3 separate regions of the Mus musculus genome follow, and all the other regions are linked to region 2. The links are chromatin contacts, called in public HiChIP or PLAC-seq maps. All regions are on one chromosome and are shown on one strand. The core of a region is the stretch at or near the end of the contact, and the rest is flanking DNA. Distances in the headings are between cores, read along the strand shown. Region 1 has its middle 42 kb from the start of Gpm6b. Region 2 has its middle 25 kb from the start of Tmsb4x. Region 3 has its middle 56 kb from the start of Gm1720.

The links. HiChIP or PLAC-seq counts read pairs in DNA pulled down with a chosen protein or histone mark.
Region 1: a contact with region 2 is called in a FOXA1 HiChIP or PLAC-seq map of pancreatic cancer cells. The contact joins two enhancer-like sites. A contact is called at or near these places in 2 of 15 datasets of contacts at CTCF or cohesin (large pre-B cells and pro-B cells), 3 of 484 Hi-C or Micro-C datasets (the HPC-7 cell line, bone marrow-derived macrophages and cerebellum) and 2 of 115 datasets of contacts at active chromatin or transcription factors (embryonic stem cells and pancreatic cancer cells).
Region 3: an H3K27ac HiChIP or PLAC-seq map of bone marrow-derived dendritic cells shows a contact between it and region 2, with 7 times the contacts expected there. The contact joins two enhancer-like sites. A contact is called at or near these places in 1 of 15 datasets of contacts at CTCF or cohesin (large pre-B cells), 6 of 484 Hi-C or Micro-C datasets (the AtT-20 cell line, bone marrow-derived macrophages, embryonic fibroblasts and 2 more), 3 of 115 datasets of contacts at active chromatin or transcription factors (bone marrow-derived dendritic cells and embryonic stem cells) and 2 of 9 other capture datasets (bone marrow-derived macrophages and embryonic stem cells).

Annotation. Positions count from the first base shown.
Region 1 is chrX:166,300,944-166,304,046 of GRCm38.p6, forward strand. It overlaps a transcript of Gpm6b not described here. Among named protein-coding and RNA genes, the nearest start is that of Gpm6b, 42 kb to the right of the region's middle. Within about 2 kb of position 1,623, at least 11 of the 459 cell types and tissues checked have an H3K27ac peak or open chromatin away from gene starts, as enhancers often do. A contact at or near this core is called in pancreatic cancer cells, where this site is marked.
Region 2 is chrX:167,232,246-167,235,524 of GRCm38.p6, forward strand. No RefSeq gene overlaps it. Among named protein-coding and RNA genes, the nearest start is that of Tmsb4x, 25 kb to the left of the region's middle. Within about 2 kb of position 1,391, at least 87 of the 459 cell types and tissues checked have an H3K27ac peak or open chromatin away from gene starts, as enhancers often do. A contact at or near this core is called in bone marrow-derived dendritic cells and pancreatic cancer cells, where this site is marked.
Region 3 is chrX:166,716,656-166,719,623 of GRCm38.p6, forward strand. No RefSeq gene overlaps it. Among named protein-coding and RNA genes, the nearest start is that of Gm1720, 56 kb to the left of the region's middle. Within about 2 kb of position 1,641, at least 13 of the 459 cell types and tissues checked have an H3K27ac peak or open chromatin away from gene starts, as enhancers often do. A contact at or near this core is called in bone marrow-derived dendritic cells, where this site is marked.

The DNA.
Region 1 (3,103 bases), core at 373-2,872, 930 kb before region 2:
TGCAAATATTCCTGTCACTCTCAAAACTGACACATAGTGAACTGGAGAGATGGCTCAGCAATTAAGAACACTCGCTGCTCTTACATAGGACCTAAGTACAGTTGCCAGTGCCCATACAACCATCTGTAATTCCAGTTCCACAGAATATGATGCCCTCTTCTGACCTACTAAATGAAGACAAAGGTCATGTGCATGCCTGTAATCCAAGCGGTGGTAGAGACAAGAGGATTGATGGGGCTTGCCAATCATCAGCCTAGCTTCAGGTTCAGTGAGAGGCCCTGTCTTGAGGGAATACAGTAGAAAGTAGTAGTGCAATCCCTCTCTCCTAAGGAAGTAGAGCAGGACATCCTGTGTCCGCCCCTGGGATCTCTACAAGTACATCATCAGAACCTTCCCCAGCTGCCAACTCACACATGCACATCATGTGGGTTAATAACATTGTACCAACCTTGGCTGTCCAGTTGTGAGGACAAGCATTTATCAGAACTATAATGACATTTAGCTCAGTTGGTGAAGCATTTATCAGAACTATAATGACATTTAGCACTTCCTGCCCCCTTGAGACAAGGTCTCACTTTGTAGCCCAGTTTGTCCTTGAATTTGGATCCCTCTTGCTCTCAGATGCTGTAATTACAGTGCCTGGCTCTATCACATTTTGGCATCCCCTCTTAAAGGCTAAAGTAACCTCAAAACAGCAAAAGGATTTGTTTGTTTGTTTGTTTGTTTGTTTGTTTTGTTTTAAATCTTAGAAGGTTACTATGTCTTGAGAGGAGTTAAAAAAAAAGAACAATTGTTTCAACATGAAAATTAATCAGAAAACTAGAAATTACAAACTGAGGGTCCCCCATTTTGTCACAACTCCATTTTTTAAACAATTAAAATGGAATTTATACACCACATAATTCACCCATTTAAGGTGTACAACTCCCTGGGTTTGATGATTTTCACAAGGTTGTGTCACTATCATCATGGTTTAATTTTACTTTCTTAAGATTTATTTTTATCATTTTAATAATGTGGGGGGGTAAGGGTGCATGCACATGAATGTAAGTGCTCACGGAGCTGAGAAGTGTCAGACTCTCCTGGGGCTGATGTTGTAGTTTGTTGTAAGCTTACTGATGCAGGTGCTGGGGACTCCAGCTCAGGTCCTCAAGAGTGCTATGAGCTCTTGACCACTAAGCTCATTCTACCAAGCCCCACCACAGGCTAATTTTAGAACTTTTTTTTCTCCTAAAAGAAAGGACTGGGAGTATGGCTCAGTGGTAGAGTACTTGTCTGATAGTCTTGAGGCCCTGGGTTCTATCTCCAGTACCTCAAAAAAAGAAAAACTATCCTCACTCACTGGCATCCATCGTGTCTTCTCCCTGCTTCTAAGCAATCACTCATTTTATTTCTGTTTCTATAGGTTTTCTTATTCAGGATGTTTATTTTAAATGATATCATAGGTGATCTTTTGTGTCTGACTTCCTTCACTTGGCACAGCAGTTTTGAGGTTTGTTTGCACAGTAGCTTCTATTTCATTCCTTCCTGTGGTGCAGTATTGCATTGTGTGGGTATGTATGTACCATGTTTAGTTTATGCCCTAACCATGTGATGAATTCCTAATGTCTTTGGGACCATGACCACCATGACTTTTGGTCAAATCCATCTGGAGAGTCATCTGCTGGCCTCCCAAACACTGTATCTGTTGCTTCTGAAGACAGCATTTTGGGAATCAAGCATCTTTCTATTTTCCACATTTCCAAGCATACTGTTTACTTATACATGTGATTAACCACTTTGGAATGTCTTTAGAATTAAAGTAAGAAATGTTTCCCAGGGGTCACAGAAATGGGAGGGGGGTTGGATGTCTTATTTTATGTGTAAATCAATAATCACTTTGGGGAATTATGCAGTGAATTGCTTTATTGAATAAATGTGAGAATGGAAAGATATTAGTTGTCCAAGAATGCTTATTGCCAAACTGTGGAAACAGAATGTTTTCTGTGGAAACAGCATACATTGCTTTCTAGGTCATGGAATTTCCCCTCGTTTGACCCAAGGGGTAAGGAAAACTCTTATGCAACCGTCATATTTTAAAAGTTAATCTTTTACTTGTGGGCTGGTTAATAACCAACACCAGACAATTTTATCTAAGGAGAGATGACTAAGAGCCTGTATTTTCCTTTTAGTAAGAACTGATTTACATATCTAATTCATGTTCTATTAACAGAAATAAATGAAATAGATGGGGATGGGGAGAAGCCTAGACTTGCTTTGGAGCTGAGTTAAAAGTTTCACAGTTCCATTCACTTCCGTTCGGTTGTGAAGACAACCTTCTAAAGTCAAAATGGAATAAACCTTGTAAACCTAACTCCATTTAAGTGTTGGGCTTTTATTTGAAAAATCTAGAATTTTCAGCTATTGTCTAAAAGAGTTTTTTGTTTTTTTGGTTTTTTGGTTTTTTGTTTTTTTTTTTTTTTTTTTACCACAAAGCATTTCCCATCATCTTGATGACTTGTTCCAATAGTACTTTAAAACATACTGGAAAGTGATTTCAATTTCCATGAAGAACTTCTCACTTCCTGGAAAATCTGTCATCCTGCTTGAATTTTCCTCAGTGCTGACGTTTCACTTGTGAACAAACTGGAAGCATTTTTGCAGAATGTGGAGTTTGGGAGATGACGTGTGCTAGGTACATCTAATCCACCCACTAGACTCCTTGTTACAGAAAATACACATCTAGAATGGCACACAGAGATCAGAGTTCTTATTTTGGCTTCAATGTAAGCTTTGCTTAGATTTTTTGAGAGACCACACCATTTGAACTTATTATTAACATTGGGGATGTTTATGCAAAATCAGCCCATTCAATTGTTTTCTGTTGCTGTTGAGTCTGCCCCAAATCTTCTACATTAGTTACTTTTCTATCACTATGATAAAAACACCATAATCAAGGCAACTACTTACAGAAGGATACTTTTGTTTGGCTTTGGTTTTAAAGGGAGAAAGTGTCTGTCTTGGTGGGGATGGTGGCAGCAAGCAAGCATGGTGGCTAATGCAGCAAGCTGAACACTCTTCAACCACAAGCAGGATGCAGAGATAGTAAACTCTAAATGGTGGT
Region 2 (3,279 bases), core at 141-2,640:
AAGCCTCAGGAATGTTTTTTCTTCCTTGATAGTAGAGGTGAACAAAGTGAAGCTTTGAGGCGGTGACGAGCTCTGTAAATAAGCTCACCCAGCTTTTGAGCGGGGCGGCCAGGCCATGTTGTCAGCTCAGTGTATTGGCAACTAGCTTTGGGCTCCTTCTCCCACACCCTCACAGTCATGCCCGACTCTTCCACCTCTAAGGGCTACAGTTAGTCTAACTACCCAAGAGAACTGTTGGACTTAACAGCAAGTTCAACTACAGCCGCCACATTATTAGTAGTGGAGGGGCAATGGCGCTGTCATTGTGGCCAGAGGCTCACCTGGGTCACTGCTGAGCTAAATGGAGCGTGAAGTCCAGGCAGAGCATGAAGAACCACGGATTCTCCACCTGCAGCTGTAGAGGGTTAAAGAGCTTGGATGTAAACAAATGGCCAGGTCCTACAAAAGTACCACCACCACGGACTTCCTCTTAGATGACCTGCAGATATTTAAAGACAAGCCAGACACAAGTGCTTCTTTCAGAAAGGGACAAAGCAAATAATCAAGTTGACCTTTTGGGAACAGTGTTAATTGTGGCAGTTTAGGAGGAGGCAGAAATCAACTTTGTATAGTAATAGGCCTTCTATTCTTCTACCCTTGCCTCATTAAGGTTTGCATATTATTTTAAATGTGCCCGAGGTGTAAAGAGTCTAAAGTGGTTAAAGGGTGAGGTGATTTAATGAACCCAGGAACCAATCCAGAAGGCCTGGAACCACTCTGGGCCTTTTAAGAACTCCATCCATCCCAGGGGGAGAACTAATATCAAGTGAGTGACTTAAAGCTCCACAAAGCCTGGCTTGGCTTAGGGACTGAGTTTCATGGAGCCCAGGTGAGAGTCATTCCTGTACCGTGAATTCACCTAACCCTTGCTCTGCACTTCCATTTCTTAGGCACTCTAGGTGTGCTGGAGCAAAGCAGTGTGCTGTATCCAGATACCTTGGGGGCCCTGGCTTCACAGTGAGGCCCCAGGGTTCCAGGTGGGTGTTGCAGAGAACAAAGGTTCCCCACACTAAGAAAACCAGTTCTCCCAGCCTCCCAGCCGCAGCAAGTGACATCACTGGGAGCCAATAGAAAATTTGCACTGGAGTTTACTTGTTAAGGTCTGAATTGGATCCACGTAGACGGCTTATCTGACTGTGTAGGGCGAGGTTCCCGAACACTACCCTGTTTAGGAGTGCTCTCTGATACAGTGGGAATGTGGCTTTTAACCTTTTTTTTTTTTTTTTCCTGGCAGATTTCAGGCAGGTGAGGGGCCAGGTTTCAAAATCAACAATGAAGATACCACACCCTGAACGCCTGGCTAGCCCAAAGCTAGAGCACTAGGCGGACCTTTACTGCCATCTGCTGGCAGTCCTTGGTATCGATTCATAAGAGTGGCTAGGTTCCTCTGAAAAACAAAGCCTGACTAAGTTAGGCTCCTTATTTTACCTTAGTCTCCGTAGACAAATTGAGCTCCTTCAACTATATCAAAATGAGGTAGCCATGAGAGAAAGACACTCCTGATCTGATCTGATGGCAGTGTACCTTGTCTTTGGTCTTTTTGTTTGACTCAGGATGGCCTTTTTACCTTACTCTGACGATGACCTTGAGCTCTTGATCCTCCTGCCTCTACCTCCACCCCTTGCTGCCAAGTGCTGGTATGATTGGTCTGTGCCACATCTAGTTTATGTGTAGGGATGGGACATGGGTCTTTGTGCATTCTAGGCAGGCCTCTACCGACTGAGCTAGGACCTTTTATTTTTATAAAGCCCCATCATCCATGGGAAAATATAGGTATGTGGTAAATTTGAGGATGCCCTTGACTGAGTCCTGAGTCTGAGATGTTGATCACCTCACACTTTTCACTGCAGATGTGATCTTTACAAAGGCTTTCATGATGCTTCTAGGATTCTCAGTTCACGTGTGGGTGACCGTTTCTTTGAGCACAAATGGGATCCCCTGACTGGGTGTGAATACAGCATTCACCAAGGTCAATCCAAAGTAGTAGAAATTGCATCTCCAGAAGCATTCACTTCTCAGCACCAGCAACTTTCTCCTTTTCTCCCCTAGGCAAAGCAGTTGCTTTGGTGGAGGCACATAGCCCCTTAATTTTGCAAGTTTTAAGGCTAAAGCCAGCCACTCTCAAATCATAGCCGTCGGACCCATACTTCCACACTAAGAATTTAGTATATGTTTTCCTTCTATGTAATGTATATAAGCTGCAAAAGGGAGGGCCCTACTGGCCTGCAGCAGCAAGACTCAAATGCTGTGGAAAATCCCAAAATGTATAGGACAGATCCTTCTAATCCCTAATAAAGAGTAATGTCATCCAAGATCTTAGCAGTGCCACAGTGAGAAAATCTCACTTTCTAACACCCCAAAACCACCATGCCAGTGCTTATGACCCTGAACTTGTCTACTTCTACAACTGAGGCTTCCCTATGGCCTCTACATCCATGTGCACACATGTACACACATATGTGCAACTGTGCATTCATGTCTATGCACACTTATGTACTTGGTGCCTACAGAGGGCATCGGATCCACTGGAACTGGAGTCACAGATGGCTGCAAGCTGCCATCTGCATGCAAGGAATGGAACCCTGGTCATCTTCAAGAGCAGCAAATACTCTTAATCACTGAGCCACTCTCTAGCCCCTTTTATTTATACTTACTAGACAGTTAATGATGGCCATCTCCATCTACAGGTAGACACGTGTACACGTGACTATTGGTATATACATATGCATATTTAATGTTGTTTTCCAATGTAAATAATATCTCCAGAGTAGCCAACTTTGGTTGGATAAGCTTTGCTGTTTTGAAGGTAGAAATTCTTTCAAGATCAGAAAGTAATTGTTTCAATTATACCCACGGGATTTAATGCCTTTGAAAGTACAATATTCCCTATTAAGTCACCAGACATTTCCTTCAGTCGCAGCAGAGGATAACCTAGTCCATGGAGGGACTATTTTCAGTTGTGTCAAGTACTGAGCTTCTCTTGTCTATGACTAACGATGTTACTGAAGGAGACATTATCCTCTTCCCCCGATATCAAAGAAGAATCTATCATGGTTACTTTTTCTTTGTTCTTGACTTCGGCAGTATGATCCGTCTTGTTGTCAACTGTCTCTTTGGAATAATGTCACCTCTGGAAAACTAGCACATTCTGATCAAGAAGAAGACCAACGGTATATGAACAGCTCAAGAAATATGGTTTGAGGGTCCCCCCCCCCGTCTTAAAAACATAAGAATCTGTGG
Region 3 (2,968 bases), core at 391-2,890, 520 kb before region 2:
TTTCTTTCTGAAGTGTAGAGTGCTACTTGGTAATTACGGGAGTTGTGGCGCACTGGTGTTCCTTTGTTTACATGAATTCCTCTGCATGATGAGACAACCTGATGGCATCTGACCTGTTCCTTGTTGCTCTGATCTCCTGGCTCACAAGCTTCTTAGTCTTGCTGTTCTCCTGCATATCACAGGACCGCCAGTACACAGGCTTCCTAATGTCTAGAATCCCTTGCAGCAAGTTACCTTGCTCTGTTGTATGCTGTCATTGAAAAAGTTTAATTTCTTGCTATAGCAGTTACTTTTATCATTGCTGTGACTGAATACCTGCTAAGGAACAAAAGATTTATTTTGGCTTATGGTTTGATGGTCCTTTATAGTGTAGAAGACATAACAGTGGCCAGATGCACTTGCAGCTGTGTGCAACAGGAACATGAAGCTGCGTGCTTATATCTTGTCAGACCAGGAAGCAGAGAGCTGGCTCTCCCATTTTATTTAGTCTGAGACCCCATACCATTCAGTAGTGCTACCCACCTTCAGGGTGAGTCTTGTTCCCACAGTTAATCGTCTCTGGAGATGCCTTCATAGATAGACTCTACAGTATACCTTACTAATTACTCAGGCCTCACTTAATCCAAACAAGTTGCCAATGAAAATTAATCATCATATATTCTTGTTAGGTTTATAACCATTCACTGCTTTGAGCATTTGGTTGATTAATGCTTGAGTCCTTCATGAGATTGTAAATTCTCTGAGAGCAAGGATCAGGTTATACTACATAGAAGTACTGAAGAAATAATTGCTGTGTGGGTGGCTAAATGAACAAATGTGATTTTCCCCCCACTGGACAGGGAATTACGCACATAGAACCTAAATAAGAGATGGGGAGATGCGATGTGGACAAAGAACAGAAAAGTGTTAAAGAAACTTACTGGGGAGGAGAAGGGATACGGAAGAGATAGGCTGAATGCATGAGAAGAACCAAGGGAACCACTTTAGATGATGGTCCCTGAAACTCAAGAACCTACAGAAACTTACCAGTTGAGACCACATCTCCATCCTGGGCCTGGGAGAAGCCAGCAAGGTTTTAGTTATGTGGCATTGCCTATGACTAGCTAGAAAGGACTAACTAGTCCTTTGGTGACTAGAGTTTCTGGTCTTACTGATGAGGGAGAGTGAAGTGAAGGAGAATTGAGTCAAAGGTGGCTTTCTAAGTCAATAGATAGACATTTCTTGAGGCTCCAGGCCCTGTGGGATATTTTGACGTGATGAAGACAAATAAATGAAGAAATAGTTTCTACCTCAATGAGCTTCTATCCTCATTAAGGAAAGAAAAGATATGAAATGTGTGTACGTTCACACAAGCACCCATTTAAAAACATGTATTATACCTACACATATGTAACACATGTATTTATAACATGGACACATTAATGTTAGATTTAAATATGTTTAAAGTGCTTTCAAAGTACTAAGGATGGAAAGACTTTTTTTCCCTTACAGGAGGGCAGAAATATTAAAGGCTTCATTTGCATAGAGACATATGATTGTGAAAGGGTGCTATTTGCATGAAAAATTGTCATCACTGGGAAGTCCCTAAACTTTCTGTTTACTTGGTAGTAGGATGAAGTGAAAGTTCTCACTTTAACTTTGACAGTCATGTACCCCCTGTTTTAAGCCACCATGGTTCTGCTAAATCCTTAACCTTTATTTGCTCTTCACCCTTATGCATGATTTCATGATTACTAAGTTCCAGATTGAGTGGCCTTATTTGATCCTTCAACCATGTGTTCCCAGATCAAGGCCTTTGCTCTAATAGACTTTACTGAATGCCATGGACAGTGTGTGTGTGTGTGTGTGTGTGTGTGTGTGTGTGTGTGCTGGTATAGCAAACAACTTACAATGAAATATTCATACACTTCATGCTTAAAACTCCGCAGCTCCTCTTTTCTACTTGGCGCCAGAGCATCTCCACCAGCTCTTATTTTATCTTGCTGTGTTTCTGGGCTCTCTCTCAAGACTTAGCGAGCTTTCTTTTTTCTCTCTAGTTTGTAGGCTTTCCCCACATCCAACATCAAAGCATCCTGAGTAATTTTTCTTATTATCCCATCCTAAGATGTGCAGGCAGCTCTGAGACCTTTGATTAATATAGTCTATTATATTTATCTAAGAATAAGTTTAAATACTATTATGCTGTTTCTGGGTTGAAATCTTAGGGTTAACAATGTTTTTATTGCTCATCAGGTACTATGTTATATCAAGCACACACATTTGATTTAAAAAGATGGTATCATGTATATATTTAGTAGGCATTGCCTAAGAAAGAGTTAATAAGGTAACTAGTAGGCTCAAGAGTGCAGAGATAAGGAATAGCAATCATGTGCATGAATATACATGTTCATTTAAAATAAAAGCCTAGGATAATATTGAAAAATAATTAAAAAATCTGACTCATGTCCTACAGGGAAATTATAACCTGACAATTTTCTGAAAACTAATATCCAATTTAGCAAAATGTTTGAGCCAGTTAAATTTTGAAAGAAATAGTAGTTACTGTTCTCGTTCTGATAAAATGCAACTTGAGGTAGGGGTTGTTTTGGATTGTAGCATCTGTTTCCCAAGTGCACCGGCTGTAGAAGGGACCAGCAGTTCTGCCCATATTGTGGTTGGGTCTTCTTTCTTAAACTGTTCTAGAAACCCCCTCCTAGATTTACCCTGGGCTGTGTTTCCATGGTGATTCTAATCCCATTTCATTATGCATTAGGTGTTACATAAAACCATAAATCCCAAACAATTATATAATAATTACATTAATTAAAAAGGACATAAGCATGATGTCACAAATTAAAAAAAACAATCATGAAGGAAAAGAATGCAAGCATACAGGGAGTATAGATAGACAACAAAGAATATTGAGGCAAATTTATTAACAGGTACACAGCAGGTCAATATTCATAGAGCAAGATCAACAGTATTGCCT